Linked DNA regions of Mus musculus: regions 1, 3, 4, 5, 6 and 7 are each linked to region 2. Evidence: chromatin contacts called from public HiChIP or PLAC-seq and promoter capture Hi-C data. All regions are on one chromosome and are shown on one strand. The core of a region is the stretch at or near the end of the contact, and the rest is flanking DNA. Distances in the headings are between cores, read along the strand shown.

Region 1 (3,760 bases), core at 905-3,404, 800 kb before region 2:
GGCTCGCCCCGGCCGGACCCAGCCGCTCGGCCTCCTGGCAGTTGGGGCAGTCGCAGGTGGCGCGGCCCGAGTAGCGACGGGCGGAGCGCGCCGAGCTGCCCCCGGCGGCGGCCGCCGCTGCGCCCGAAATCATAGCGCTGGCGGCCGCCGCGGCCACCGCTGCGCTGGAGTCCGAGTAAGAGGGCAGCACCGGCTTGAAGCCGTCCTGGGCCAGCAGGTGCTGGCTGGTGGAGAGCAGGTGCGAAGCGGCGGCGGCCGACGAGCCGAGGCCGGTGGAGCTGAAGGCCGAGTGCGTGAGCGAGCTGAAGTCGGGGTTGTAGGTGCCCAGCTGAGAGTGCAGCGAGGCCTGGGGGGCGCCCGAGTGCAGCGAGCTCTGCAGCCCCCCGGCGGGGTTCTGCACCTCCAGCCAGGACCCAGGGCTGCTGTGCACGTCCCACCACGATGACGCCGCGCCGTTGGTCACCTCGCCCGCCGCTAGGGTCGAGTGGAAGCCCGACTTGTACCACGACTCGTACGGGTGCGCCATGCCCACGCGCGGGTACAGACCGTCGGCCGCCGTCGTGTGCACCTTGGAGATGAAGGCCGACTGGCCGCCCGCCTCCTGCGGGGACACGCCGGCCGCCGCGGCCGCCGCCGCCGCCGAGTTGGAGAAAAGGCCGCCATAGTCGCTGCTGAAGGCGGACGACGTGGGGGACGTGGAGGCCAGGCAGAAGGCGCTGTTGGCGGCTCCCGAGCCACCCGCCAGGCTGCCCGAGCCGCGGCCGCCCGTGGCCACAGCGAAGCCGGAGAGACTGGAGCCGAGGTTGCAGCTGGACGAGGAGCGCTTCCAGGGGTGGAAGCCGCCTTTGGCGAAGGCGCTGGACTCGGGCAGGGTCGTCAGGGGGCTCGTGTTGCCGATCTTGTTGCAGGTCGCCGCCAGCATGGCCAACGGGGTCGTTCCGAAGCGTGGCTCTTCCTAGAGTGGGTGGGGTGAAGGAGGGAGCGAGGAGGAGGAGGAGGAGGGCAGGGAGAAGTGGGGGAAGACACAAAGTGCACCGGTGAGCAGCCTCGTTCCCCCCGCGCAGATCCCGGAGGGCCCTGGCACCCCGGCTCGCGCCTCCTCCCCGCACGCTGGCGGGGGACGCGCCGCGCCCCGCGCAGGACAGAGGCGACCACGAGCGAGTAGGAAAGTTGTTCCTCAGTGAGACTATAGATCAGAAATGCCTCGGTTTTCGCCACTTCGTTCGCTGCCACCCTTGTCTAGAATCAGACTTGGGTTGACGCCATAAGCCCGCTCATCTCCCAGAAGCTCCCAAGTCGCCCTTCCGGGTGTAGCACGAAGGTAAACACACACAAGAAATAACGGGTGAGGGCGGGGGGTGGTGGCCAAAACAGCCACCCAGTGCTGGAAGAAACTCTTAGAACATTCCTCGAATGAGTGGCTACGACTTGGCTATTTTCTTTTATAGTTCAGAAACGTAGTTTTGATATTTACACAACGCACACGATTACAAAAAGAATCCAAGTATAAGCGGCTTTCAAAGTCAAGGGCAAACTGGGGAGCCACGCTAATGTAAGTGTTTATTAATGTAACTTCGTGGCCTGCAAAACAAGACTTTCCAGAAAACACTGTAATGTAATGCAACAACCCCCAAACCAAGTGGCGGGGGGTGGGGTTGGGAGTGGGGGAGTGATGTTAAAATCAAGAAGGGAAGAAAAGAAACATTCGGCTTTGCCTCAAAAACCAGTTAAAAGGGAACTTGCTTAAGACATTCTTTTCTTGCAAAGGCAAAAGGTCCCAGGTTCCAATAACTTGAAAAGATCGGTTCCAGAAATGTAGAAAATGCTAAAAGGAAACCAGAGCTGTGGTATAGCAACAGTTTCTTGAGAGATTCTGGCCCAGAGAAGCCATAAGAAAACAAAACAAAAACAAAAAACCACCACCAACAACACAAAAACAAAACAAACAAAAATGAGCAAAGCCTTTGCAGCGAGTCTTTTTCACTTACCCCAAGTATAGACGTGGCCATAGCAGGTTTTGGGCTGCGCGGCGAGGCCCGGAGCGGTGTTAAGCCTGGCGGCTGCTGGGAATCACGATTCAGGTCCCGCGCGGCTCCCGCGTCCCGCGCTCGCGCCGAGCGGACTCTGGGCTCCCGCCGGCAAAACTCAGCCTAAGTGCGAGGAGCACCCGCTTTGAAGTGCCGCTGGCTGCGCCTCTCGCCCAATGAGGGCGCAGGCAGAGCAGACGGGAGCTGCCCCGCAGCCAATCAGACGCTCCGAGGGGCCCGAGCCCGGGCTCCTGGCGCGTGCCAGTCAAGTCTGCGGGCGTGGGTGGGAGGGGGGCGGGCTAGGGACAGAAGAAATTACAGTGCAATTAAAAATTTACACACACTCACGTACCAAGCCAGGTTTAAGTACTGTTGAGACCAAGCCGCAGGCCCCCACCACTCCCACCACCCTGGCCACCTTGCTACGTAGGGCTGACAGTCTTCACTCTCCACTTGTGGGAAAGAAGCAGGAGAGGGACACCCCGGCCTAGGGCACAAGCAGAAATGGTCTGCGTTCACTTTGTGTGTACACGTTGTTGCTGCGAAGAACTTGAACTTGTAGCCATCACTCTTGCGATGGATTTATCCTTGTCGTGGTCGTTTTCCCAGATTCCTGCTCCCACCGTACTCTTTTTATACTCAGAGTCCTATTGAGCAGAGGGCGCAAAGGACAGCTGGGCCTCTCCAGGCAGGTCTACACCCACAGACTTGTTAGGAGAGCCCAGAGCCTGCTGCATCCCGCCATTTCCCTCCAGCGGTCTAAGTGACTTCCTAATTGTCGCTCTGGCCTCTGACCCAGGGGGTAATACAAGTGCCTATCACACCAGAAGCTCCTGGTGGTAATTGAGGGCACCCTTTGTATGGCTTCGCCAGCGCCTAGATACCAGGTTAACCCAGTTGTCAAATATGACTAAACAGTGGGACGTGCTGATTATCTGCCAGGTTTTTCTGGGGGCTGGCGTGGGGGTGGGAAGCATCAGCCCATACAACACTCTGCACGAAGCCGCTTATTTTCACATTGTAACAACTTTGGAAACGGAGACCGGCGCGAGCGGCGTCCGCCCCCCCACCGCCACCCCCGCCGAAGCTGCAGCTTGCACCGCTGTTTGTTTAACCCGGTGGAGATTTGCATGTCGGATTTCAGGTTGAAGTCGAGTTTTAGGGGATGTTTATAGAGTCATTTTTCTTGCTTCAGATTCAAACTATCTCCACTGCAGACTGCTAGGGCCTAGAAACTCCGTCTTCAGGGCCAAGGGACTCCAAAGGAAGGCTCATCTTCATCAGGCACCCTGCTGACACAGCCTTTGGAGGACCTCTCCGGAGCCTTCACCGAGAGAGTCTGCGAAAGCCAGGCCACACGTGGGCGCCTCCGCCTTCTGCAAGCTGGAAGCATCTTCAAAGCCTCTCTGGACCTTGGTGTAAAAAGAGGTGTCCTCACGCATCGCAAGGCGCCGCCGCTGGAGGGTTTCCTGTTTCTGGGCATTACTTTTGTCTTTTCCAGGGTAGCCAGAGGCAGCTTTTGAACTAGAAATACCAGCGCCCTCAGGCAGGTCTGGATACTTAAACGTGTAAGCACGTCCCCCCTCCAAACCACATCCTGCTTTTTAAAATAATAACTCCCAACCCTAAATGATCGGGTGCAAAAGACAATTTGTCGGGGGAACGACAAGTCAGGAGGATGTGAAGTTGTTTTTCCAGGTTGAGTTCATTTGCAAGATCTCTAGGCCCAAAAG
Region 2 (3,957 bases), core at 1,065-3,564:
CTCATTGAACTGTACTTCTAAAAGGAGATTTCAAAAGTACAAAATGGAGGAGCAATTTTTCTCCCTCAGCCAAAAATCAAGCTAATGAGGTCTTTTTATGTAAGCCTTGGGCTCTGCACTGTGATGCTAATTTCCTAAACTACAAAAATTGGGCAGGTCCTGTGTTTTAAGATGGCAGTCACCCAAACAGGCGCCGCTCGCTCCAAGGAGAGGGGCATGGAGGTTTTGCAGTCTTTACAAATCAAGGGTTATCAGCCCGAAAATACATAGTACAAGAAGCCAAGTCAGAGGTCAACTAACACTCCTAGGCCAGGTTGAAGACTGGATTCCATAGGAACTCTCTGACCATGGGCTCCATACAGCTTTCTCATGGCCCCCAGAAGGCTTGAGAATTCTAAGACCTGTGGTAGAAGTCAACAGTAAGCATTTCTAGCAAATAAAGGTCAAGTTAGTCGGAATTATGAAAAAACTCCATTCATTTTAGCTTACAGCCTTGTACTGTCCACTAGAAAATGTAACCAGGACAGCCTATTTGGCCATTTCTTATTGACCCAAGTTGGGCCAGCCCCACCAGAGTGCCCAAGGGTGTTAGGGAACAGAAAATGCCTAGATGTTGGGAAAGACTTCCTTCCGCACCTAACACATTACATTTCAGTCTCTCGGATACAATAAAATGATTTCCAAGATGTTGGTGGCCCAGCCTCCACATCATGTTCCTAAGTAGACACCAATCAACCATTTGTGTATGCTTCTGATATCCTAATGGCAGCAATGTGTGGTATTCGAGAGAGCTACCAAATATTGTATTTACAACAGTAGTTCGAGGCGGTGGGTGGAGAGTTAGGAGTTAAAAGGGATTCAAAAGTCTGCCCAGGTTTCTGGTAGAGGAAGTCCAAGGCAATAAGGTGCAACAAAATGCAAAGAACTAAGAAATCCCCAAAACGGCACACAGCTCCTTAAATGACTTTAATTCTCTACACTCTACTAATCAATTTAACTCCATGTCAGCCTCAGGGGAGGCAGTCAATCAAAAGCCATCAGGAAAAGAGGCTAATCTTTAACAAGCCAGGACAGGCCAACGGTCAGTCATTCACCAGGCAAGTATGTCTTCGATGGAAAAGACACACAAAAAAGGAGAGCCAAAGGTCGTGCCTGGGGTGAACTTTTTTGGCAGATGTAACTCTTAATTCTGTTTACGGTGAGTGTTCTTTGACGGCAGATTTGGTACTGATGTTCGCTTAATTCTTTGCAGCGACGTTACCATCACTTAAATAAGTAAGAAAACTGAAGTGCGGAGAGGTGAAGTCGATTCCTCCAGTCAGGTGTCCAAATATGCACCAAGGCAAGCCAAACTCCAAGCCCATTTCCCCACGCGCGGAGATCCGCTATGAGACCACGACTCCGTCTACCCACTCAGACCTCGCCACAAGGGCCCCCGAACCCGATATTTATTTGAAGCACGTCACTGTCTTCCTTTCCGCCCATCCCCCCACTCTTCAACCCACTCCAGGGCAGGACATAAGTTCTGGCTTCCGTTGGAGCAAAAAGAGTTACGTTCCAGCTCGCAGCTGCAAGCCGGGAAGAAAAGGGTGGGACGGGTGGGGAGTTGGGGGACGCAGGGAAGGTTACTAAACGGTCGCGGCACACGACTTGCATCGCTGGGCCCCAAAATTGCATCTGACCACAGCCTAGGACTAAAACAATACCTCCCCCCACGTGCACAACCCAAGTTCTCAAGAAATGCTCACAAGGCCATCTACGCTAAACCCGCAGATCCAGAGTGGTTAGAAGGGGACGCAGAGCAAAAGAGGATCGATCCCAGGGCCACTAGTGCACGCGTAGGTAACAACGCACTCGCCGCCAGCGGGTCGTGCAGGGTGAGGTCCCAGAAGGTGGAAGGCTGGGATACGACCGCCAGACAGGATGGCCAGCGGCGAGTCCCAGGCCTCCGCGCGCACGTGGAGCATGAGCGCCCGTGCCGCAGGTTCCGGGAACGCTGGCAACTCCGTGCGCGCCGGCGGGCGCATCACCTTGGCCTTGAGTTATCCTGGGTGCAAAGATTATAAGAAAATCGATCTGTGATTTCCCTCAACCTGGCGACAATCAGGAGCGCGTGGGACAAGTGAGCGGAGCTAACCCGCGGAGTCGGAGGGAAGTGGCCCGGACCCGCCCGTGTCTAGCACCCACCAACCCCGCCCCGGTGCACCCGGCCGGGCCTCACCCGCGCGCGGCGAGCCTCCATGTTGGCGGCGGGTACCCAGGCACTCGGAACGGGGATAGTTCGTCGGAACACACCAGCACTCAGAGCCCGAACAACCCGAGCTCCGGGACAGAGGCGGGGCGCGCACTCCGCCGCCGGAGGGGCGGGGCCACCGGCTTTCCCGCGCCGGGACGCAGGTCCTGCCAGCTAAGATGACCTCTTTAGCGGTACCCGAAGCGTCCCAGCTCTGGAAAAAAATAGAAGCGGTTCTCGTGGTTGTAATAACCTTGAGTGTCCTCGGAAACTGCTGAATGTTCTATGAAACAGTGGCGTTGTGGGAACTCAGTGCCACTGGCTTTTTATGAAGCTGCGCGGTCCTGGGAAGTGGCGCGAAAGTGGCTGCCGAGGTCCTGAGACTGGCCGTCTGATTTGCATACAAAACGGGAGATTGTAAGGCTGGTAGAGCCTCTTACTGCGTTCACACTTTCGCTGTAGTTTAATCTCTTAAAAATGTTAAAGAACAGAACGGGGATACCACCCACAAATATCTGAGAGCATAGCACCTCTTATCTAGCAACCACACCACTATCTATATGTAGTCAATAGACCAGTTAAGTCCTGTTGCTTCAAGAAAGATTCCGGCGTGGGTTTAAAAATAGCCCTTCAGTTGAGTAAAGCCTCTCCGAAGGGTAAAAGTCTTTAGAGCTTTATCTTTCGGAGATAAAAGCTGCAGGCGATTACACTGTGGATTGTCCATTTTTCTCCAGGCAAAATTGGGAACAACCAGAGCTAGTTAGAAGATCTTTCTTTCTTTCTTTCTTTCTTTCTTTCTTTCTTTCTTTCTTTCTTTCTTTCTTTCTTTCTTATAGCCCTTCTCACTAAGACCGGCACAGGGATGAAACGAGGCTCCCCTGTTTTTAAAGAGTAAAACACAGGGGGAAAAAAAAAAACCCAAACAGCAACGACCGAAAAACCTTGGGTGCTTTTTAAAAGAGCTTTAATTATAATCATAGATTTAAAACATTTCTTGAAGTGTAAGCATTCCCCCTTATTTCAAAACTTTTCTCTTAGTATTGATGTTGCCACAGTCCTTTTCTGTGAAGAGAGCATGCGCAACACACACACACACACACACACACACACACACACACCTCTCTAGGTACTGACCATAAAGACATAAATAACCGAGGAAGACAATGGATTGGAAGGAGCTGCCCAGGGGTCACCCTCCCTCTGTGCTAGAGACAAAGAACTCCAGTCTCCAACTTAGGCATCAAGAGAAGCAGCTAATTGATTTGTTTGGCAAAATTCCTGGTAGCAGCCAGGAGTTCAACCAACACTTGTTGGATGAATAAGTATGTGGATGGAGACCTAAAATTGTCCTTAGTACAATGTTCTTGTGAATATGGTTTGTGCAAGTAGAACTGACCATGTGAGGTCACAGAACGAAGGGGGCATCCGGGCCACTTTGCCTGGGTAATGTTCTACACTGAGCATTTTTACTCTTCTTGGAACAGGCTTGTCTCTCTGTGCTCCTGCATTTCTTTTTCAACGAAATCCAATGTGAGCCCAGGACGTGTGCATGTTGTTTCCTTAAAGTTTTCACTTCTGTGCTTGTGTGTGTCCTGCAGACAATGTATATCCTCTGGGCTTCACCATCAGGGCGGTTCAAAGTCCTGCCCCTAACTGAGTGCAAGGTTGTAAGCAGGTGCTATTCTGAGTACTGAGGATACAAGGTCCAGAGAGTGTACACTCTG
Region 3 (3,703 bases), core at 1,168-3,667, 610 kb before region 2:
AGGGTACCTCCAAAATTTTATTCAACATTAATGCTACTGTGGTAATGAAGGGGCCCTCGACAGCCAAACAAGAAACAGACTCTCAAATTCTCAGCTCAGTGATGGAGGCCATCTGCTGTTATCTCTTCCATGGCTCTTTCTTGTACAGACAGAATTATATTCCCTAACCAAAATTGCATACACAGCTCACTAGTTCCTGCTATATTTTAAAAATTTTAAAACCAGTGCAGAACAGGAACTGTTTGCACTGAACGGCCCTTCCAAGGGTAAGTATCACATCTGAGAGACCACAATGAGGATTCCATTGATTTGGGTTGGATAGATTTGAAAGGCTTTGGCAAAACAGGATTTCCCATTCGGCTGCCTATCAGCAGCCCTTTAAAAAAGTTACGTAGACATGAGAAATTATGAACATCCTTGTGGATCCCTTGATGATAATGGACTAAACCTCTGAACCTAAAAGCCCAATTAAATGTTAAAGACACCAAGGATCGTGCAGGAGCTGGACCTAGGCCCTACACATTTGTAGCAAATGTGCAGCTTGTTGTTCCTGTGGTTCCCCTAACAAGTGGCATGGGGGCTGTCTCGGTCTATTCCCTGACATTGGGTGGGGTGCCCTGTCTTGGACTGCCTGGTTTTGTCTCAGTGGGAGAGGATGTGCCTAGTCCTGCTAGCACTAGATCCCACAGGGTAGGGAGGTACCCAACGGGGCTTGCCTTCCCTAGGGAGAAAGTGAGGAGGGATTTGTAGCAGTAAGAGTGGGAGGAGAGAAGGGAGGGGCTGTGATCAGGACATAAAGTGAATGTCCTGACTCTCCAAACTCTTGGCACCATAGAATCATAAAGAAGAATTTGTCCCAAGAATATGAACTGGAAATTTTAAGGAAGTAAGCTTTTTAAAGTGTCCTACTAAAAATGTGCTGTACCTGTCTAGACCTGCTGTTGTCTCAGCACACTGAAGGCTTAAGCACATGAATGTAAGGTCAGCCTGGACACCAGAGATCCCATCTTCCAAAAAAGAAAACAAAAAACAAAGGAACTGCTCCTCAAATAATATGGAAAATGTTAAATATTTTTATCTGTGAAACTGTTACTCGGGTATGTGTGTGTATATATTAAACATACGTATATTACATATGTGTATACCCAAACATTATTTCTTCACAGCACACATTCTGGAAAGATGGCTCTGAGGTCAGATCTTGGAGAAGACCCACGTTCAATTCTCAGCACCCACATCAGGCTGCTCATTCCAGCCTGTCCTCTAGCTCCTGGGAATCTGACACTCTCTTCTGATCTCCCTGGGCACCTGCATTCAGACACACACACACACACACACACACACACACACACACACAAAATTAATCAACATTTGTGCACTTTATCATAAATGTTATACCTCAGTTTTAAAAAGAAAACTGCATTGTTCAAACAGTTGGTAGAGCTATTATCCATCCATTATTATACATATTAGGTCTTCAGGAAATAGTCATGTGCTTTAATACTGTAAAGATGTTAGTTATGGTAAAGATCACAACAATATACAAGCTGCCTGTGAAAACTTGCCAGTACTTAAGCCAGCCACATTTCACAACTGAATTAACTGTATGTGTCATTTCAGAAGCTATGATAAAAGACTGCTTCCCATAGAAACGAAATTATTTTCTGGGGTCCAAAGAATTGAAATCTGGTCAGCTGTAATAAGATTCAATTGTAACGGCAAAAACAATTGGAAACAATTTAAAATATCTATCAATTTAGGAAAATGGCAAAGTGAATTATAATGCACCCATACAAAAGGGTGCCTTAAGCCATTAAAAAGAATAAAAGTACATCTATATGAGCTGGCATGGAGAAATTGCTCATTCATATTGCTTTGTGAGGGAAGTCACAGACCAATGTGTGGAGAAGGACCCCAGAGGAAACTTCAGTTAACTATGTGGTATGTGTCCTCCTGAATAGTAACCGTGAGTTTACATGTATGAATAATTCTACATATATTTTTGCATAAATGAGACCATCTCATACATATTATCAGGTGACTTTCTCACTGAAGGGCCCATTTGAAAGCAATGTATGTCTGAGGACATACCTGCATGTGTGTAAGCCAAGACCTGAAGAGAGAAAGGATGCAGCTGTCAGTGCAAAAATGTAGGTGCTTTACTAAAATAATATTAAAACCATAAATTAATAATATTGAAATTAAAAAAATGGCAGGAGCAACCAGGCAGACACACAACAGCAAATGCAGAGGCTCTGACAAGAGCCGGGTGCCCTGTGGAACAGCAGCTGCGGGTGGCTGGCTAGGGTGTACTGAGGAGGACCTCCACGTGATTCAGGACTTTGGATCTCACTCTGGCTTAAGTGGAAAGCCCTTAGTTTTCAAACAAGCCATGCATTGTGATGTAGATTTTAAAAGGTCGGCTGGCACACTGCCCCATCTGCTGTTATGCCTTGTGCTCCTAGCCCAGAGCGGGCTGGTCGTGGTGCAGAAGAGAGACAGGAAGGAGGAGGGAGCAGGAAGCCGGCTGCCAAAGGCCAGAACTGCAGCTGACTATCCAAAAGAAGTAGTGGGGGCTGGTGTCTGTTTCTAACAGCCACTTTGGCTCTGATTATTTTGGATTTTGAGACATGATCTCACTGTGTAGCCCGGCCTGGCTTGAAACTCACTCTAAGGACCAGGCTAGCTTCAAACTTGGGAATCCTCCTGTCTTTGACAACCACAGGTGCAGGAATTACAGGTGTATTCCACCATACCTGGCTACTAGCCACATTTTTAAAGAAACAAAATTCATCTTTATAATGTCTCTTATTTAACCAAGGATGCCCAAGCTGTTATTTCAATGTGTGACCAACCTTAAAATCACTAATATGTTTTAGATGTTTTCCTTTCACACAATGTAAGCACCCCTAATCCAAAATGTTTTGAGCACTGATGTGAAAGGCATTTGGATTTGAACCATTTGGGATTTAAGGGTTAGATATGTTCAATCAAGTGAGGTCTATGCAAATATTCCGAACTCTGAGAAACTCTGTAATCTGAAACACCTGTGGTCCTAAGTATTTCCGATAAGGGCTACTGTGCTAAGCCCTTCAAATCCCACCCCACACTGCACACCATGCTGGGTGCATTCCCAGTGCTCAGTAGCTCCGTCATATGAGACTGTAAGGCCAGGGCTTTACCTTCCCTCCAAAGGACTTTAACTTGCGCCCTCAGCCACATTTGACCTCCACATCTCATCAGAAATACATTCCCCAGACTGGCTGTTTCCTTTTAAGACTTACAGTAAAGCTTATGGTTCGTGGCAGTATGGTATTGATGCAGGAAAGACTTACAATCAAACCCAGACACAGATCCACCTGAGCTAGTTACTTTTTCTGGTTGCCTTGACAGCTCAAGAAAGGGTTTAGGGCTGAAGAGTTGACTCAGCAGTTAAGAGCACTGGCTGTTCTTCCAGAGGACCCTTGTTCAATTTCCAGCACCCACATGTCAGCTCACAACCAACCATTACTCCAGTTCCAAGGGATACAACGCCCTCTTCCGGCCCCTGAAGTCCTTAGGCATACAAGTAGTACACAGACATATACACCCTGGCAAAAACCCGTACACATAAAATACAATAAGATATTTTTGTCCATTTGTTTTGTTTTTTGGGATAGGGTTTCTCCGTTTTTCCCTGGCTGTCCTAGAGCTCACTGTATAG
Region 4 (3,796 bases), core at 1,100-3,599, 840 kb before region 2:
GTGGTGTACACCTTTAATCCCAGGAGTTGGGAGGCAGAGGGAGGTGGATCTCTTTGAGTTGGAGGCCAGCCTGGTCTACAGAGTGAGTGCTAGGAACAGCCAGGGCTACACAGAGAGATACCCTGCCCCCCCCCCCCAACATAAACGACAACAAAACCAAAACCAAACAACCAAAAAGGAATTTATGTAAACAAACAAATGTTCCCAATATTGCTACAGAGGAGGTCTCCTTTGGCTTGAGGAAAAACGCACACAGAGACTATAATATTGAAAAGACAGACAATTTGAAGCAGACCCAGTACTTTGGAGATCTCACTTTTGGAGGCAGAGATGGGTGAATCTCTGAGTTTGAGGCAAGCCCTGTGTTCCAGGACAGCCAGGGGTAGTGTCTTAAAAAAAAAAAAAAAAAAAAGCCACCTTTCATGTTTTCAGGAAGTTCACATTTGTAACTTAGAAATCCTGACTACAGAACTGACGTACGGATTCTCTTTTCCAGATTCTGTGATCTGGAAAATCTTAAATTCCAGTTTGTAGAACCATTCAAAATCTCCTATTTTTATTTTGCTTCCAGAACAGACATAGTTTTAGTTTACTTCTATTATTTATCTTTTTAAAGGTTTATTTTTACTATTTGTGTGTGTGTGTGTGTGTGTGTTTACACTAAGAATGGGGATGCCCGAGAAAGCTAGAAGTGGGCCTCAAATCCCCTGGAGCTGGAGTTAGAGGTTGTAAGGCTTCGTGCACGGCCACCTTGTGTGTTAGGAACGGAACTCAAGTCTTCAGGGAAAGCACTGAGCTATCTTAACCATTGTTCTCTCTCTCTAACCCAGTTCCCTTCTTTTATAAGAACCAAATCATGCTGGGGGTGGTGGTGCACACCTTTGATCCCAGCACTTGGGAAGCAGAGGCAGATCTCTGAGTTCCAGACCACCCTGGCCTACAGAGTGAGTTCCAGGACACCCAGAGCTACACAGAGAAACCCTGAAAAAAAACAAACAGGAAGAACCAATTCTTAGCATAGTTTTATATGGGAGCATCCTAAATATTTTAAAACAAAATAAAAAATATAAATACAATAAATGTTTTATTGAAAGGAAAGCAAAGCAGGATATGATAGCCCACCTGCAATCTCAGGACTCGGCAGGATGAGCTAGAGTTTAAAGCTAGCCTATGTCTCAAAATGACTCAAGAAACAAGTTCACCATGGAACAAGTAAAGGGTCTTCTCCATCTCAAAGATGGGAAGACGTACCAGTTTTTCTTTTGTGTCGCCCCTCTAAATTTCTTGATCTCCTGCTTACTGTGCTCCAAAGTTAGCTACTCCAACACATAATTTAGGCAGGCTATTAATTCTCCTTTTTTCCAGGCCCGTCAGTATTAAAATAAATAAGTAAATAATTATTAAAACACCACCTAGAAGGTGAAAACCCAGCTTGGTGGTGCATGCCTGTAATTGAAGATTGAGCGTTACGTGGACCGCGCCACGAATAACACAAGATAAAAAAACAAAAAACTGGCACACAGCCAACACCCAAATGAAAGCTGACATCCGTTGTACCTTGGCATTCTTATCCTCACCAGACTAAGTGACTATCCTCAGTGGACTAAGCCTTGCTTACCCGAAACTGGGATGGCGGCAACAGCTAAGAAACCCGCACCCAGGGAGAAAGTCGTTGGCCCTAACATGTTCTCATCATTCACGATGTTTGCTGAGCAAACTTCTGCATGGCTAGAAATAACGGAAGGGAGCTGGGTGTAGTGGCGCAGGCCTTTAATCCCAGGCCTGGGAAGGCAAAGGCAGACGGATCTGTTAGTTCAAGGGCAACCAATGCTACATGGCGAGGTATACATAATGATAATAATAATAATAATAATATTATTATTATTATTATAATTATTATTAAACCTTAACAGTAATTGGAAAGGAAGAGCCTAGGTTCTTGAGCTTCTAACAGTCTATTCCCGTGCTTTTGGTAACACCAATCTTCCGAGGCTCACAAACGTCCTACAGTTGCCGGGAGACAACTTAATCTACATGGGAACTGCGCGGCAAAAGAAAATTTTTTTGCAACTGGAGTCGGCGTTGCCAGAAAGTGCTGGGCTCGAACCTCGAGACCTCGCTTGTTCGGGCTGACCGCGCTCGGATCGAAGCTGACGCAGCAGAGCCCGCCGCCGCTCGCGACCCCGCAGAGAGCGAGCATCGCGCACAGGGGGTTCCCCAAGCTTACCTCTGCTGCGCACGCGCGGACGCCGCCAAAGCCGCGGCAGCCACCAGAAGCGACTGCCGGAAGAGAGCAAGAGGGGCGGTGCCAAGCGTCAAACCACGGAAGTAGTCATCCTCCCGACCTCGGAAGTTCTCGCCCAAACTTGCCTAGCAGTTCCGGTGAAGCTCCGGGAGTTTGTTTACGTTCCGAGAAGACCTAGCGGTTGGCTTCTCCGACTCAGACGCCAAGATGGGGAAGTCATTCGCCAATTTCATGTGTAAGAAGGACTTCCATCCTGCGTCCAAATCCAACATCAAGAAGGTGAGTAAAGGCATCCGGAGAGGGCAGAGATTGCTAAGCTCCCTGGGAGGGTCGTATCCTCCTCACGGCTGGAGTCGTCGATCTTTCCCCCTTGCAGGAATGATCCCCCAAGTCCCGCCTGTCAGTCAGTGGGGAGACCCACGCATGGTTTGATAACACTGTCCGTTCAGGATCCGTCTCCTACAGCCCCAAGCCGGTGAACTCTGCTCTGGGTCGAGACTCCTGCTTAACGGAGATCTTCTGGCAGAAATCCTCCCTCTGCTCACTCTCCATCCCGTAGTGTGTTTCTGATGGCTGCGTTCAAGTTGAGCGTTTTAAACAATCACAGGGCAACCAGTTGCTGGACACAGAAGGGCCGTGGCGAGAATTACAGCGCCAAAGAATGGCGACGGGAGAGTGCTTGGGCTTTGGATTCTTAGTTCAGTACAGTTACATGTAGCCCTGAGGCCTCGCACAAAATAGTCAATGATGTGAGCATTAGCCTCGTACACTGTTGATCAAGAATTATCAGTGTCAGTTGCCCTAGTTTGTAAAAATTTTAGGGAGATTAGATGAGATAGTATGGCCAATGACTAGAAACTCGAAATGAAGGCTTAGCACTGTGTGTTAAGAAAAGTACTCAAGTACTCAAAAGTACACAAACTTATGAGAATATATTTCGCTTTTGTTTCCAAACCAGTTGTGGGTCCTGTATATTACCATACATCTAAAGAATGTATATATTAGCATGCATGTACATTAGGATATCTGTGGAAGAAAGTGCAAGAAATGCTAACACTGGTTATCTGCAAATATAGTTACTTAGGTTTTTAAGTCCCTTGGGAGTGGGGAGGGCTTGCCAGATCTCAGCCTTACTCCTTGACCCCAAAAGTCTTGTTCTGTTTATTTTGTAGTACTCCTAATCCCCACGAGTGTATTTCTTTATGTGTTTCATAGCCTCTATTTGAGGTGGGATCTCCTGCAGTCTAAGCTGGCTTCAAACTTGCTGTCTAGGGAGGATAGCCCTGAACTCCTTGTCCTTCTGCCTCCAACCCCCTGCCCCCACCCCCAACCCCCACCCCCGCATGCTGGGATTACAGGTGGAAGCCACTGCAATCAACTACCACTTCTCCTAGGTCATAAAGTAGTTTATAATATGCAGGAGAAGCATTGTGAGCACTTTGACAATGGAGCTGCATCTTATTTTTAATTCAGTTACTGGAATTGAGTCTTGAGCAGTCGAGACTAATGAAAATAACTGTACAGTCTAAAGCTTGAGATACACGGTAATTT
Region 5 (3,476 bases), core at 580-3,079, 590 kb before region 2:
CAAGGAGTTGCAACTGAATCACAGGGCAATGCATACTCTCCACCTAGGGTTTTTTAAAAAATGGGGAAAGCAAGAGAACCTTAAAAAATAAAAGTTGTGCTTAGTTTTTTTTTTTTAATTGGCTTGCTCTTTTTACTTAAATGTATTACAAGGAATTTTCTACTCCAGCCACGGATGGGAAGCTCAAAGTGCCAGATGTGGTGTGGAATACAGACTTTTGTCTTATTTAGGCAGATGATAAAGTATGATGCTCTCCCTACATCAGAGAACACCCCTGCAGGGCAAGAGAATGAATGAACGCTCTCAGAGGCCGACATGAATATTGATGCCAAACAGGATAAAGAGTACATATGGTTTGCTCAAACTTACACAAACCCTTTCTTTTGCGGGCTTCTTTGGTGTTCCATCTGCGTGTAGAATCACTTACAAGAACTAGAAGGTGACAGAAACTGTGTTCATTGGACACCCTCCCAAGGTATCTTCAGAGCCCGGCCGCTCCCTGCCATGGTCATGCTGCAGAAGTGTTCTGTGCTGCCAGAGTATCACCCAGGCCTTCAGCGAGGCCTCAGCGCCTTGGCTAGCAGTGCAAACGAGGGAGAAAATAGTTGTGGGGTATACAAGAAGTCTATGGGATGTTCTTGCAAATTTCTGTTAAGTCTAACCCTATTCTAAAATTAAACAACAACAAAAGACAGCATCGAGCCAGACTTCCCATCTCATGTTCGCCATCCTACTCCATAATTCCATGGTTAGTCCTTCTCATCACCTCTCGAATGGTTCCCTGGTCCCCACCACAGGCTCCCAGGCATTGGGACACACCCTCCCTACACCTACCCCCATCTTCTGGGTTGGGACATAGCATCAGGCTAAGAGATTCCACATCTGTGAGTTTCCTCTAAAGGTACTTAAATGGGCTCGGGCTTGCAAGATATTTCAGAAGGAGCTGGAGAGATGGCTTGGCGCTCTGTAGTGCTTGCTGCTCTTGCAGAGGGCAGAAAGACAGTTCCCAGCACCACACTTGCCTGTATCTCCAGTTCCAAGGGGGTCAAGGCCCCACACCTGCACTCACATTCACATACCCCACGCCCATATACTTACAGTTAAAGATAAAGAAGACAAATCTTACAAAGATAGTTTTTCAGAAGGAAGAGGAACATTTCCGTAAGAGGTTAGAGACAGGAGGGTTGGGCTGGTCTGATGTAGATAACAGGAGACTGCCAGGGAATCCGGCCCACTGCAGTGTGGGCATGAGGAGGGCAAAAGAAATTTCCACACTGAAAGCCTTCTAAGCCTCGCTCCCAAGGTGGGGAGGGGACAGACCTAGAGTGGTGGGAGGAGGAGCCAGGCTGCTATAAATTAAGAAGAATGAGAAATAGTCCAGGGCCCTCTCTGACCTCCTTCTGCAAAGGAAGCTTGGCTCCTGGTTGTAAAATACGAAGAGAGTGGAACGGGATCTCCCTTGTAGGACTGAATGCGCAGAGCAGAGGAACCAATGCAAAAAAAAAAAAAAAAGAGCCATACACGCAGACACATCCTGAAGGAGGCAGGAAACAATTCACTGGCCTAGTGACACCAGGACGAGGATCATATGGTGGGGTCACACATCCTGTCCAAGCTCCTATTCCTGTTCAACCAATTCCCTGCCAGAGTCACTAACCTGGAGTTCCTGTGTCAAGACTGTGTCATTCTGGGCCTTATCTCAGCTGCTAGAAAGTGGAAAGTGCGGGAGAAAGTGGGGTCCCCGGGCGGTTGCTGAACTTGGATCCCGCCCCAGGCTCGCCGCCGGATGGCTCTGATGAGCCCCAGGGCGCCGAGTGGCAGCCGGCTGCGGGCCTGCCTCCCAAGTCCTCCAGCCTGTGGTCCCCAGCAGATGTCAGTCTGGGAACAGGAAGCAAGCCTGTTTGGGGTTTCTAAAAATAAATAAATAATAACCCCAGCCACAAGAACAATCTTTTATCCCCCAAAAATTATTTTTAAAAAAATGCTTTAATGACTGCGGCATTTAACACATCAGGGGGCTGCATTGTTTTCAATTATACGTGATTCTGAAAGGGGAGTACAGATTCTGAGCCTGAATGGGGAATCGTGGGGCTGCGAGTTTTGCTGTTTTAAACATTCGCTTTGCTCCTTTAAGGAAAGAACTGTAAAATAGAAATAATGATATATTATTACAGCACTGCGGAGTAGCACTAATATTGCCGTTGAAACCTAGAATTTGAAATAAAGATGGAAATACTTATTTGTGCATACTTTTGTTCTTAGAAAAAAAACGATTTGGAACGAGGCAACAGGCATGTGTGCTGTGGGCAAGGCTGAGACTCCCTGGTCCACGAGGCCAGGTCCCTGGTAACAGGGAGCACTGAGCTCCTCAGCCAAGGGCTGACATAGGTCTGGTGTCCTAGTGGCCTGCTCAAAGCCACCAGGATGCTATCTTCTCTTTCTTGTTTTCCAGAAATGGAGAGAAGACACGGAGCGCCATGGTGGGTCATGCCAGCAGGAAAGAGATCCTAGGAAGAAGGTACACGTGGTTTGCTATGGGACCTGGATGATGGAGTTCTAGCTCCTTTGCCTTTAAACAAGAAAATGTAACCATCGGGGGCTGGGGGCATGGGGTGGATCAAGAGAGCCTACGTTCATCCAGAAGACCTGAGTTCTGTTTCCAGCACCCACGTGGGGTTACTCACATCCACCTATAACTCTAGTCACACACACACACACACACACACACACACACACACACACACACACACACACTTTAAAATAATGGAAACGTTTTTAAGACAAACAAACAAACAAACAAATAAAACCAGGGGCTAGAATGATGACTCAGTAGTTAAGAGCGCTGTCTGCTCTTCCAGAGGTCCTGAGTTCAATCCCCAGCAACCACATGGTGGCTTACAACCATCTGTAATGGGATCCGGTGCCATCTTCTGGCACGCAGGTGTACATGCAGATAGACCGCCCAGACATAAACTAAATAAATCTTTTTAAAAATTCAAATCAAATGTCATGTATACTTGTGATAAAAACGTATACTAGAAGCATGTGATCAGAATTTCTTTCATACTGTGTAGCGAGCAGGATAGGAGGAGGCTGGGTAATTTCACCATAGGTGTGAGTAGATTCTGGTGTCAGTGTTTTTCTATGCCTCGCTGGGGTGCTGAGGATGGAGCTCTGTGCCGAGGGCCGATCTGGCATGCACCAGACCCTGGTGCTATCCCAAGCACCTCAAAAATCAAAATCAAAACACACACACAAGAAACCAAACCACCAGCCTACCTGGTTTGATACATTGCATTCTTGTGTAGGGTTGTCATACTGTACTTCATAAAACTACACTTTAAAAAAAAAAAAAAAGAATAACCTCAAAATACAGAGGCCTCTGCAGCGCCGTGTGGATGGGGCTTTAGGCGCCCACCGCGGGGGGGGGGGGGGAGGGGGGGGAGGGGAATGGACTAGATGAAACAGTAGCAACT
Region 6 (3,810 bases), core at 253-2,752, 670 kb before region 2:
GCATCGTTCAGTAATCTAATACAACAGTAGCTTCTGAGGAGAACACTGTTGGTGGACTGCAGTGGACTTGGTTCCTAGTTTATAGTGTGAAAGAAAAAACACCAAAACGGATGCCAGAATACCTCTGTGATACAGCCTCTGTGCTTGAGGCAAGATTGAGTTACTTTTAAATGAAGAGAACCTGAAATTCCTTCACTAGTGATCAGCACTCATTGAGGCCCTGTGGCTTTGTGAAAATGTTTATTGTCACAAAAGTATTTTATACTTTTTATATGATTAAAATTTAATTCCCTTTCTTATTTTGAATTGGCTTTCTTTTGTCTACTTTCTTTTTTTAATGAAAAGGATGAATGGAAGGAAGTATAAGATGGTACCTCTGTTTCCTTCTTTTGTATAATCTTGTTGCATGTCTCTACATAAGCTGTTCTGGCCACTCATCATAGTAACCAGCTGGGCCATTTCACCTGCTGGAGCCATTAAAGAGGACTCTCTCCCCCTAGATTAATCCCCTCCGACATTAGTTTTTTTGCACTGACAACTGCAGCAGGCATTCAGGATTTGCAGGTGGCCAGTGTGACGCACATAATTGCCTACAATTTTAGGCAATGAATAAAAATGGTCTACATTACTTGTCAAAGGTTGTATATGCAGTGCCAAGTGAGATCTATGGGAAGCCTTTTAGGGTTTAAAGAACAGTTAATAGCAAGGCTGCACAGGGCTTTTTTAATCATAATGCATTTGTAATATAGCACTTTGATCTTCTCCTTGTAGGAAATGGTGTTACATTAGCCACTTTTAAACATTTATGAGTGAAATTCAGTTATAGAAGAGTAAAAGTGATTATTCTTAAGCAGAACATGTTCAATTTCATTAAAAGTTTTCGTCTTGCCCCTTCCTTGTTAAAATCCATGGGAAGTCCTTTCCCTGGGGGACTTCAAATCAGGATCGAAGGATATAGGGCCTTTTCTTTATTTTTCTTGTTGGTAACAGTAAGATTTGCAAAGAAGGTATACTAAATATAGAGATAATTTATACAAATGGACATTTACAACACAATAACTGGTCATAGTAATATAAAAATACTCTCAGGAAATCTATTACTAATAATTGTGTTGCAACAAATTTTAAGAAATGAATATTTAAAGCAGGTCCATAAATTATCTTTACAAAAACAAAACAAAAAAATGTCCTCAAAACAGAAGGCCCAGATGATTCTCAAATATGCCTCTTGTGGAAGAGCCCGGTTTGACCTTTCAGCCCCGAGAGCCTTTTATTAACACCTGCCAGGCTGTAAGGAGCCCTGGCCACACGCAGCTCTTAGACTCGGGCCCACAGAACTGATGAGGAAAGGCTGGAAGGGCTCAGTTTGTGTCACTTGCTGTTTGGCGTTTCCATTTCACAGATGATTAATCTTTCTGTGAAGAAAGGCCAGAGAAACAAAGCCCGCCAGCCTCTTCCCGCAGTTCCTCCTTCTGAATGCACACTAGCTTGCTAACTAAAAGGCCTTTAGATTTCCAGCAGAGAGAGATGTTCTGAAAGTGAATGCAGCTGGTTGGAGGTCACCAGTGCAGGGCTCTTGCCATTGTGTAATGGAGGCTTTGGCAGGTTGGGGTGGGGGGAGCAGTGAAGAAGTGACAGGGAGAAGGGGTTGGCAAAAAAATTAATTCAGAAGAAAAAAGGTTTGGGTCAGTTCATTTAATATTTTGTAGTAAATAGTCAGTCATAGGTTCAATTAGTTATTTTGTTTATATTTTTAAGGAAAAGCTGTACTTTAGTCTCTCTTTAGGATACGCCCCATTTCATACTAGCATGTAACATCACTAGATAACATTGACTCTGAAATTTTATCTTTGATGTGATTGAGTTGTCTTGCAGTTTTTCATATTGTTATGTTAACTAATTTTGCTGACTTTGTACACTCAAAATTTAATGTTTCATCAGTATTTCATCAGTTTTCGTTTGAGATACAAAAAATGTATTTCTGTTCATTACAAGAGTTATCTTTATTTTGAGGACTTAAAACTTTTAGCTCTTAGTGTCCAACACTTACTGCTCATTTTGTATTTACTTTTTTCTTGATTGTGTGCAGGACATAATGTGCAAAGTCAAGTCTTGGGTTATAGATCAAAAGAAACCTGTTCGCTTCTATCATGACTGGAATGACAAAGAGGTACGTGTAAATACTGTGTCTGTTACTGCCTGAGCTCTGATTGCTTAGAGAGCAAATTGGGCTGCTCAGTATCTTATACTTAGTAATATATAGTTACTTTTATTTCTGTCAGCCGGTGTAAATTCCTAAGCTTTTTTTTCCCTTTTCCAATCTCCCACTTTAAATATTTCATAACATCTAACCCTTTATAAACAAAAGTATTATAAAAATGAAAATGTTTACTCAAAGAGTTTTCATGTTCAAATTATTCAATGTTTTACTCCGTATTTACTAAGCTTTTAAAAAGGGTTCTTTCTCTGTCTCCTACTCTAGATTGAAGTGTTGAATAAACACTTATTTTTGACTTCAAAACCAATGGTCTACTTGGTGAATCTTTCTGAAAAAGACTATATAAGAAAGAAAAACAAATGGTAAGTGTTTTTTCCCTGGATACTCCCACATACGTATCTCTGGATATACCCACATACGTATCACTAACATAAGCATATAGGTATGTGTGTATGTGTGAATAATGTGTTTGATTTTAATATCTTTTCCTCAGAAAATGTTAAAATTAGAAAGTTTTGTCTTGTGTTACATTTAAAAGGTAAGTCTCCTAAATGATTTACACTAAGAGAACATTACAAACTGAATTAAATTGGGAAATTTTGAATCATACATATTTGCTTATCAAATTTAACTTTTTAAAATATTTTGTTTAGTTTTGTTACAAAATGAGAGTAAATGTATTTGGTGCAATAAAGTGTTTGAAACTGAGATCTTGTAGCCTCATTAATACTGCAGGTGACCTTAAGACCACTACTAGGGATTGCAGCTGGACATAACATTTTAAAACCCAAATTGAATAGTTTGAGAGAGACAGACAGATAGACAGACAGACAGACAGACACAAAACCTAGGTGTAGAAAAGGTTGAGATACTGGCTTGAAACTTCCAAAGTGTATCAAGGTAAAAGCTGCATTTGTGTGTTGCCATTCTAATATGTAACTAAAGTGTGCGAGACTTGTCACCCTTGCCTACAGTTCAGAGACCGCTCTTGTGCTGGCGTGGACATGGAGGCATGTGGCATAGTGCTCGCTTTGACTTGCCTCACTAGACCCTCAGCATTTTATAGTATTAAGTCATAGAAACAAATCAAAACTATACAAAGAAAAAGATCTGAATTCTCCTAAAATATATTGTCGGTTTCTCCCTGTACTTCATTAAGTACTTAGATGCACATGGTTTCAATTTTCCATTAAAAATTCTCATTTCCATATGATATCAAAGAGTGAGAAGGCTTTAAACTGAAAAATAAACATTCATAGACTGGAAGCCAAAACAATAATTAATGTCAGATGGTTAACTCCAATAAATCATTAGAATAAATTCTGTGAAATTACTGCAACTAAAAATGCCCTGTTGATATTACTGTAAGACATTCCGTGTCCCTGATAGGAAGCTGAGTTTAACCTCTTTATTGGCAATGTTCTGGAAAGAATACTTTAGCGTAAAAATGTTGTTCAGGCTGGTCATTGTCCTCTAAAAAGTAACTAACTTTAAAACATAATCAGTTCCATCCTGTTGCAAACTCTAATAAATTTGATGATTAATGTGTTAAAAATTGTTTGCTTTAAGAAAGAATTTTTAAATTTATTATT
Region 7 (3,816 bases), core at 600-3,099, 680 kb before region 2:
GCCTAAGGACAACCCATCCAACCCAGTTATGCTGCTCCGTGCATGCTTTTGTGTTAAGTGATTAGCAGTTTATTACCTGACTTTATATTTCTGGTTATAAAATATTTTCGTTTTCAAAGATTATAAATATAGCTATCCAAAGTAATTATAATTTGAGTGACACAACTTTTCAAGTATTTTAGACCTTGAAGATTAAGACTTAAAATTGCATTTAAAAGAGAATTTTGTTAATCTTCTTTATTTCTTTGTTTTCTTCAATGAGCTTTGTTCCCTGATATTCTTAAATAAGACAAATGAAGTACTTATTTATTAGTATGTATGTGTACATATTCACATGTGAGTGTATGCGTGTGTTTCCAATGTGGAGGTTAAAGACTGCTGTCAGGTTTCCTTCCTGATCATTCTCCACCTTATTTTTTGAGGTATGATCTCTCACTGAACTTGGAGCTTGTAGTGTTTGGTTAGACTAGTTAGCCAGCAAGACTATGGGGTCCATCTCCTCTCCCTTTTCCTCCTGGCTTGCACATAGTCACAGGCAGGTGCAGCTATGCCCCGTTTTCACCTAAGTGCCGGGAATCTGAACTCAAGTTCTCACACTCAAGCAGCAAGCACTTTATGTGCTGGGCTCTTTCCAGCCCCATGAATGGACTTTTAAAAGTAAACAGAACACATTAAAGTGCTTGTCTTTCCTTTTGTAATTTAAAATAGTTATTTTATATAATCCATAGTTAAGAATTACAAATTCTGAGGTCTAGCTGTGAATTACAATCTGCTTTCTTGTCAAGGTAGGTCTTTTTCATAGATCATGGCTAGAATTTCAGTGGACCTCTAAGCTGGGGTTTAAACTGCACTTCTAAAGTCAGAACATTTAGAGTATGCACTAAATAGCTCACTGCTCCTACCCCCAACTACCTCTCCTCTTCTATTCAATGAAGCACTTTTGTTGTGTTATTTATGAAAAGTAAATGGTACCTTGCATTTCCCAGTGTTTGTGAATAAAGCCATAAAGATAGTGAGAGAATTGCCCATGCAAGCTTACCTCTCTCCAAGCACTTGCCCTCTTGGAATATGTGAGTCTCTCTGGGTTCGATCCTAGTACCATCAAACAAGAACAAAAGCCGCTGCCTTGTAGTATTTATTAACTATGCTACTCAGAAGGCTAAGGAGGGGGTGTTTCTGGAATGCAAGCGTTTGAGTCCAACTTCGGCAGCAGTGAGTTCCAGGATAGAAAGAATGAAGAGTATAAAGAAGTTGTAAATGGAGGTTTGACATACATGGAATTTTGAAGATGTGATTAGAACTTTGAAAAGATAAAATTTAAATATTATATTCTTGTCTTGATTTCCAACTTTATATTTAATGAGAAATCTGCTTTAAAAGGCTGGCGCTGTAGCTCAATGATAGATACTTGCCTAGTATGCTCAAGATCCCAAGATTAAAGTTAAGCTGAACGGCTAGTAATACAGTAGTGGGGCTCTTGCCCAGCATGCAGAGGCCCTGGGTTTGATTCCTAAAACTGATCAAAACAGTTACAAAGCTATGGCCAGTGAGATGGCTCAATGGGTAAAATCACTTGTTGGTAAGCCTGATAACATAACTTTGATCTCCAGAACCCATGTGTGATAATTTAAAGGAGAAATGTCCCCCATAGTCCCTGACATTTGAGTACTTGTTCTAAGTTGGTAATGCAGTTTGGGGAAGATTAAGAGGTGTGGTCTTGTTGGAGAAAGTGTCTCACTAAAGGCAGGCTTTGAGAGTTAAAAGGCCAGATGCCATTCCTGGGTCACTCTTTCTGCATTGTGACTGTGGTTTAAGATGTGAGCTCTGAGCTTGCTGCTCTAGTCATCATGCCTGCCTATTGCCACACTTCCCTGCTAGCAAGTTAACGAACTCTCATCTTTCTGAAACTGTAAGCAAATAACCCCTTCCTCCTGTGGGTTGCTGTGGTTGTGGTGTTTCCTTACAGCTATAGGAAATTAACTAATGTAGCATGTGATGGTGGAAAGAGAGGACTTGCTCCACAGATTTCTCCCTTACTGCCACATGTGTACTGTGGCATCTATGTGCCCTCACTCATATACAAATAATAAATGAAAGCAGAGAAAACGGTAAGCAGGCAGGGGACCACAGGACCATAATGAGCTCACCACTTTATATGTTGACTTAAAAATGAAAGCATTTTTGTAATATGTCTTCTTAACCTTTCAAGGTGTGGCTTCCTAACTTTCTAGTGGTTTTATTAGGAATGAATCAGAATGTAGATTTTTTAGGACACTTGCTAATTACTTTGAAAGAACCTGGAATGTAAAGTGAAACAGTCCACTGTACAAATGTCTTGATGCTGAATTAATAGGACTATATGCTGTGTGGTGTTTCTTATCTTTTTGCTTCTCAACCTTCCAGTGCTGCACCCTTTCATACAGTTCCTCATGGTGTGCTGACCCCAACCGTCACATTATTTTCATTGCTACTTCAGAACTATAATTTTGCTACTGCCATGAATTGTAAATAGTTTTGAAGACTGAGGATTGCCAAAGGAGTTGTGACCCACAGGTTGAGAACTGCTGTCCTTGCACGTATGCATTTTGGTTATATAATACCTTTGGCTTTGTACCTGGTTTAAGCATTTAAATTTATATATATTGGCTTTACAGTAATTCACATAAAAATCCTTTGGCTTGAAACTTCATGGTGATCTCTCTTCTTTCTGCCTTCCACTGACTCCATTACTGTTCATGTCCAGATGAAGTTGTTTTCTGTATCTGTCACTTTACATCTCTTCTTAATATCCATTGAGATTCTTACAGTGTTTGGAGTGCAGTTCCTATTCCTGCTTAGTCTTTAACAGTGCTCTTCAGACTCATCACTCACTGGCATAAGAGCCATGCTGACTTCCTGCTGACTGACAAGGAAGTCCACGCTTAACTCTGATATCTATCTATAACTCCTATCATCTCCCTCTATCTGAGAAGCAAATGCTTATCTTCTATTCTTCAGAGTAACTTCTTGTCACTAAGCATTGTTCATTTCAACTTTCATTTATAAAATAATTTATTTTTATTTCATGTGCATTGGCATTTTGCCTGCATGTATGTCTGTGTGAGGTGTCAGAAGCTCTGGCACTGGAGTTACAGACAGGTGTGAGCTGCCATGTGGGTGCCGAGAATTGAACCTGGGTCCTCTGACAGAGCAGTCAGAACCTCAAACTCATACCTTCTGTTTCCACTTCTCAAATACTAGGAATCCATGGGTTGCTGCTGTTCCTGGCCAGTGCCTGTGATCCTTGCTGTAATGGAGGCACATGGTCTGAATGACAAGAAGGTTAAGTAAGACGTGGAGGATTGGCAGTCATAGACAGTGCTTTCAGAATGTTCGGCTTTGAACTAGGGGAAGGAGAGCTGTAACTAGAATGAGATTAATGTCCTGGAATGAGTGACATATTTGATTTAATAGAGAATTTTAAATTTACTGAAATGTTTAAGGGAAAGAATTCTTGAAATGGTAGAAGTACTAATACAGGAGAGAGACATAATAGCTTATGGTCTTGATAAGTAAAAGGAAGTCTGGGAGCAAACATTGATAGGAAGAGAGGGAGGGACTGAAAAGAAATAACTTTTATGACACTCAGTGAAAAATATCTTATACAATTGTCTATTTATATAGAGGCCAGTAACTATAGTGATTATTTAACAACATCCCTCCAGTAAATGCATTAGGAAAATTTAAGTGGTAGTTTCTTAATTACAACCCTCAATTTTATCCAAGCAGATACTGGAGAGGAACCTGGTGTTTGAAATTCTGTTAGAAGCATAGGAT

Evidence for each region. Promoter capture Hi-C pulls out the DNA fragments that hold promoters and counts their contacts. HiChIP or PLAC-seq counts read pairs in DNA pulled down with a chosen protein or histone mark. Capture Hi-C pulls out chosen DNA fragments and counts their contacts.
Region 1: a contact with region 2 is called in an H3K4me3 HiChIP or PLAC-seq map of embryonic basal ganglia, with 9 times the contacts expected there. The contact joins the promoter of Sp9 here to the promoter of Cdca7 in region 2. A contact is called at or near these places in 16 of 39 promoter capture datasets (the 3T3-L1 cell line, 3T3-L1-derived adipocytes, the HPC-7 cell line and 12 more), 2 of 15 datasets of contacts at CTCF or cohesin (embryonic stem cells and large pre-B cells), 10 of 484 Hi-C or Micro-C datasets (CD4 T cells, bone marrow-derived macrophages, cortical neurons and 5 more), 32 of 115 datasets of contacts at active chromatin or transcription factors (the NIH/3T3 cell line, SST interneurons, T-cell acute lymphoblastic leukemia and 19 more) and 4 of 9 other capture datasets (adipose tissue, liver, macrophages and 1 more).
Region 3: a contact with region 2 is called in an H3K4me3 HiChIP or PLAC-seq map of embryonic basal ganglia, with 3 times the contacts expected there. The contact joins the enhancer-like site here to the promoter of Cdca7 in region 2. A contact is called at or near these places in 10 of 39 promoter capture datasets (the 3T3-L1 cell line, the HPC-7 cell line, cranial neural crest and 6 more), 1 of 484 Hi-C or Micro-C datasets (bone marrow-derived macrophages), 14 of 115 datasets of contacts at active chromatin or transcription factors (the NIH/3T3 cell line, acute myeloid leukemia, astrocytes and 10 more) and 2 of 9 other capture datasets (adipose tissue and embryonic stem cells).
Region 4: a contact with region 2 is called in a promoter capture Hi-C map of liver, with 4 times the contacts expected there. The contact joins the promoter of Cir1 here to the promoter of Cdca7 in region 2. A contact is called at or near these places in 8 of 39 promoter capture datasets (the HPC-7 cell line, HPC-7-derived erythroid cells, cranial neural crest and 5 more), 2 of 484 Hi-C or Micro-C datasets (embryonic stem cells and group 2 innate lymphoid cells), 19 of 115 datasets of contacts at active chromatin or transcription factors (the 230-238 cell line, the SCID.adh cell line, bone marrow-derived macrophages and 14 more) and 3 of 9 other capture datasets (adipose tissue, liver and macrophages).
Region 5: a contact with region 2 is called in an H3K4me3 HiChIP or PLAC-seq map of bone marrow-derived macrophages, with 4 times the contacts expected there. The contact joins the enhancer-like site here to the promoter of Cdca7 in region 2. A contact is called at or near these places in 8 of 39 promoter capture datasets (3T3-L1-derived adipocytes, cranial neural crest, embryonic stem cells and 5 more), 14 of 115 datasets of contacts at active chromatin or transcription factors (acute myeloid leukemia, bone marrow-derived macrophages, embryonic basal ganglia and 7 more) and 3 of 9 other capture datasets (adipose tissue, embryonic stem cells and pancreatic islet).
Region 6: a promoter capture Hi-C map of neural stem cells shows a contact between it and region 2. The contact joins the enhancer-like site here to the promoter of Cdca7 in region 2. A contact is called at or near these places in 15 of 39 promoter capture datasets (the 3T3-L1 cell line, 3T3-L1-derived adipocytes, the C10 cell line and 9 more), 1 of 484 Hi-C or Micro-C datasets (bone marrow-derived macrophages), 10 of 115 datasets of contacts at active chromatin or transcription factors (the 230-238 cell line, T-cell acute lymphoblastic leukemia, embryonic basal ganglia and 7 more) and 2 of 9 other capture datasets (embryonic tail and embryonic trunk).
Region 7: an H3K4me3 HiChIP or PLAC-seq map of bone marrow-derived macrophages shows a contact between it and region 2, with 6 times the contacts expected there. The contact joins the enhancer-like site here to the promoter of Cdca7 in region 2. A contact is called at or near these places in 16 of 39 promoter capture datasets (the 3T3-L1 cell line, 3T3-L1-derived adipocytes, the C10 cell line and 11 more), 1 of 484 Hi-C or Micro-C datasets (bone marrow-derived macrophages), 9 of 115 datasets of contacts at active chromatin or transcription factors (the SCID.adh cell line, T-cell acute lymphoblastic leukemia, astrocytes and 6 more) and 3 of 9 other capture datasets (adipose tissue, embryonic stem cells and liver).

The regions. Positions count from the first base shown.
Region 1 is chr2:73,270,320-73,274,079 of GRCm38.p6, reverse strand. Sp9 (trans-acting transcription factor 9) reads right to left here and starts at 2,154. Exons shown (of 2, transcript NM_001005343.2): 1 at 1,989-2,154; 2 at 1-955. The coding sequence starts at 2,009.
Region 2 is chr2:72,474,576-72,478,532 of GRCm38.p6, reverse strand. It overlaps Cdca7 (cell division cycle associated 7), which reads right to left and starts at 2,314. Exons shown (of 9, transcript NM_025866.3): 1 at 2,222-2,314. The coding sequence starts at 2,242.
Region 3 is chr2:73,084,810-73,088,512 of GRCm38.p6, reverse strand. No RefSeq gene overlaps it. Among named protein-coding and RNA genes, the nearest start is that of Gm39850, 78 kb to the right of the region's middle. Within about 2 kb of position 2,417, at least 48 of the 459 cell types and tissues checked have an H3K27ac peak or open chromatin away from gene starts, as enhancers often do. A contact at or near this core is called in the HPC-7 cell line, embryonic basal ganglia, pre-B cells and 1 more, where this site is marked.
Region 4 is chr2:73,311,145-73,314,940 of GRCm38.p6, reverse strand. Cir1 (corepressor interacting with RBPJ, 1) reads left to right here and starts at 2,349. Exons shown (of 10, transcript NM_025854.3): 1 at 2,349-2,524. The coding sequence starts at 2,453. Scrn3 (secernin 3) reads right to left here and starts at 2,289. Exons shown (of 8, transcript NM_029022.1): 1 at 2,228-2,289.
Region 5 is chr2:73,064,759-73,068,234 of GRCm38.p6, reverse strand. No RefSeq gene overlaps it. Among named protein-coding and RNA genes, the nearest start is that of Gm39850, 58 kb to the right of the region's middle. Within about 2 kb of position 1,829, at least 31 of the 459 cell types and tissues checked have an H3K27ac peak or open chromatin away from gene starts, as enhancers often do. A contact at or near this core is called in adipose tissue and bone marrow-derived macrophages, where this site is marked.
Region 6 is chr2:73,140,668-73,144,477 of GRCm38.p6, reverse strand. Ola1 (Obg-like ATPase 1) reads left to right here. Exons shown (of 11, transcript NM_025942.2): 6 at 2,090-2,170; 7 at 2,483-2,580. Among named protein-coding and RNA genes, the nearest start is that of Ola1, 72 kb to the left of the region's middle. Within about 2 kb of position 1,502, at least 22 of the 459 cell types and tissues checked have an H3K27ac peak or open chromatin away from gene starts, as enhancers often do. A contact at or near this core is called in embryonic stem cells, neural stem cells and stem cell-derived neural progenitor cells, where this site is marked.
Region 7 is chr2:73,159,079-73,162,894 of GRCm38.p6, reverse strand. All of the region lies in intron 4 of Ola1 (Obg-like ATPase 1), which reads left to right. Among named protein-coding and RNA genes, the nearest start is that of Ola1, 53 kb to the left of the region's middle. Within about 2 kb of position 1,849, at least 76 of the 459 cell types and tissues checked have an H3K27ac peak or open chromatin away from gene starts, as enhancers often do. A contact at or near this core is called in the HPC-7 cell line, the SCID.adh cell line, bone marrow-derived macrophages and 1 more, where this site is marked.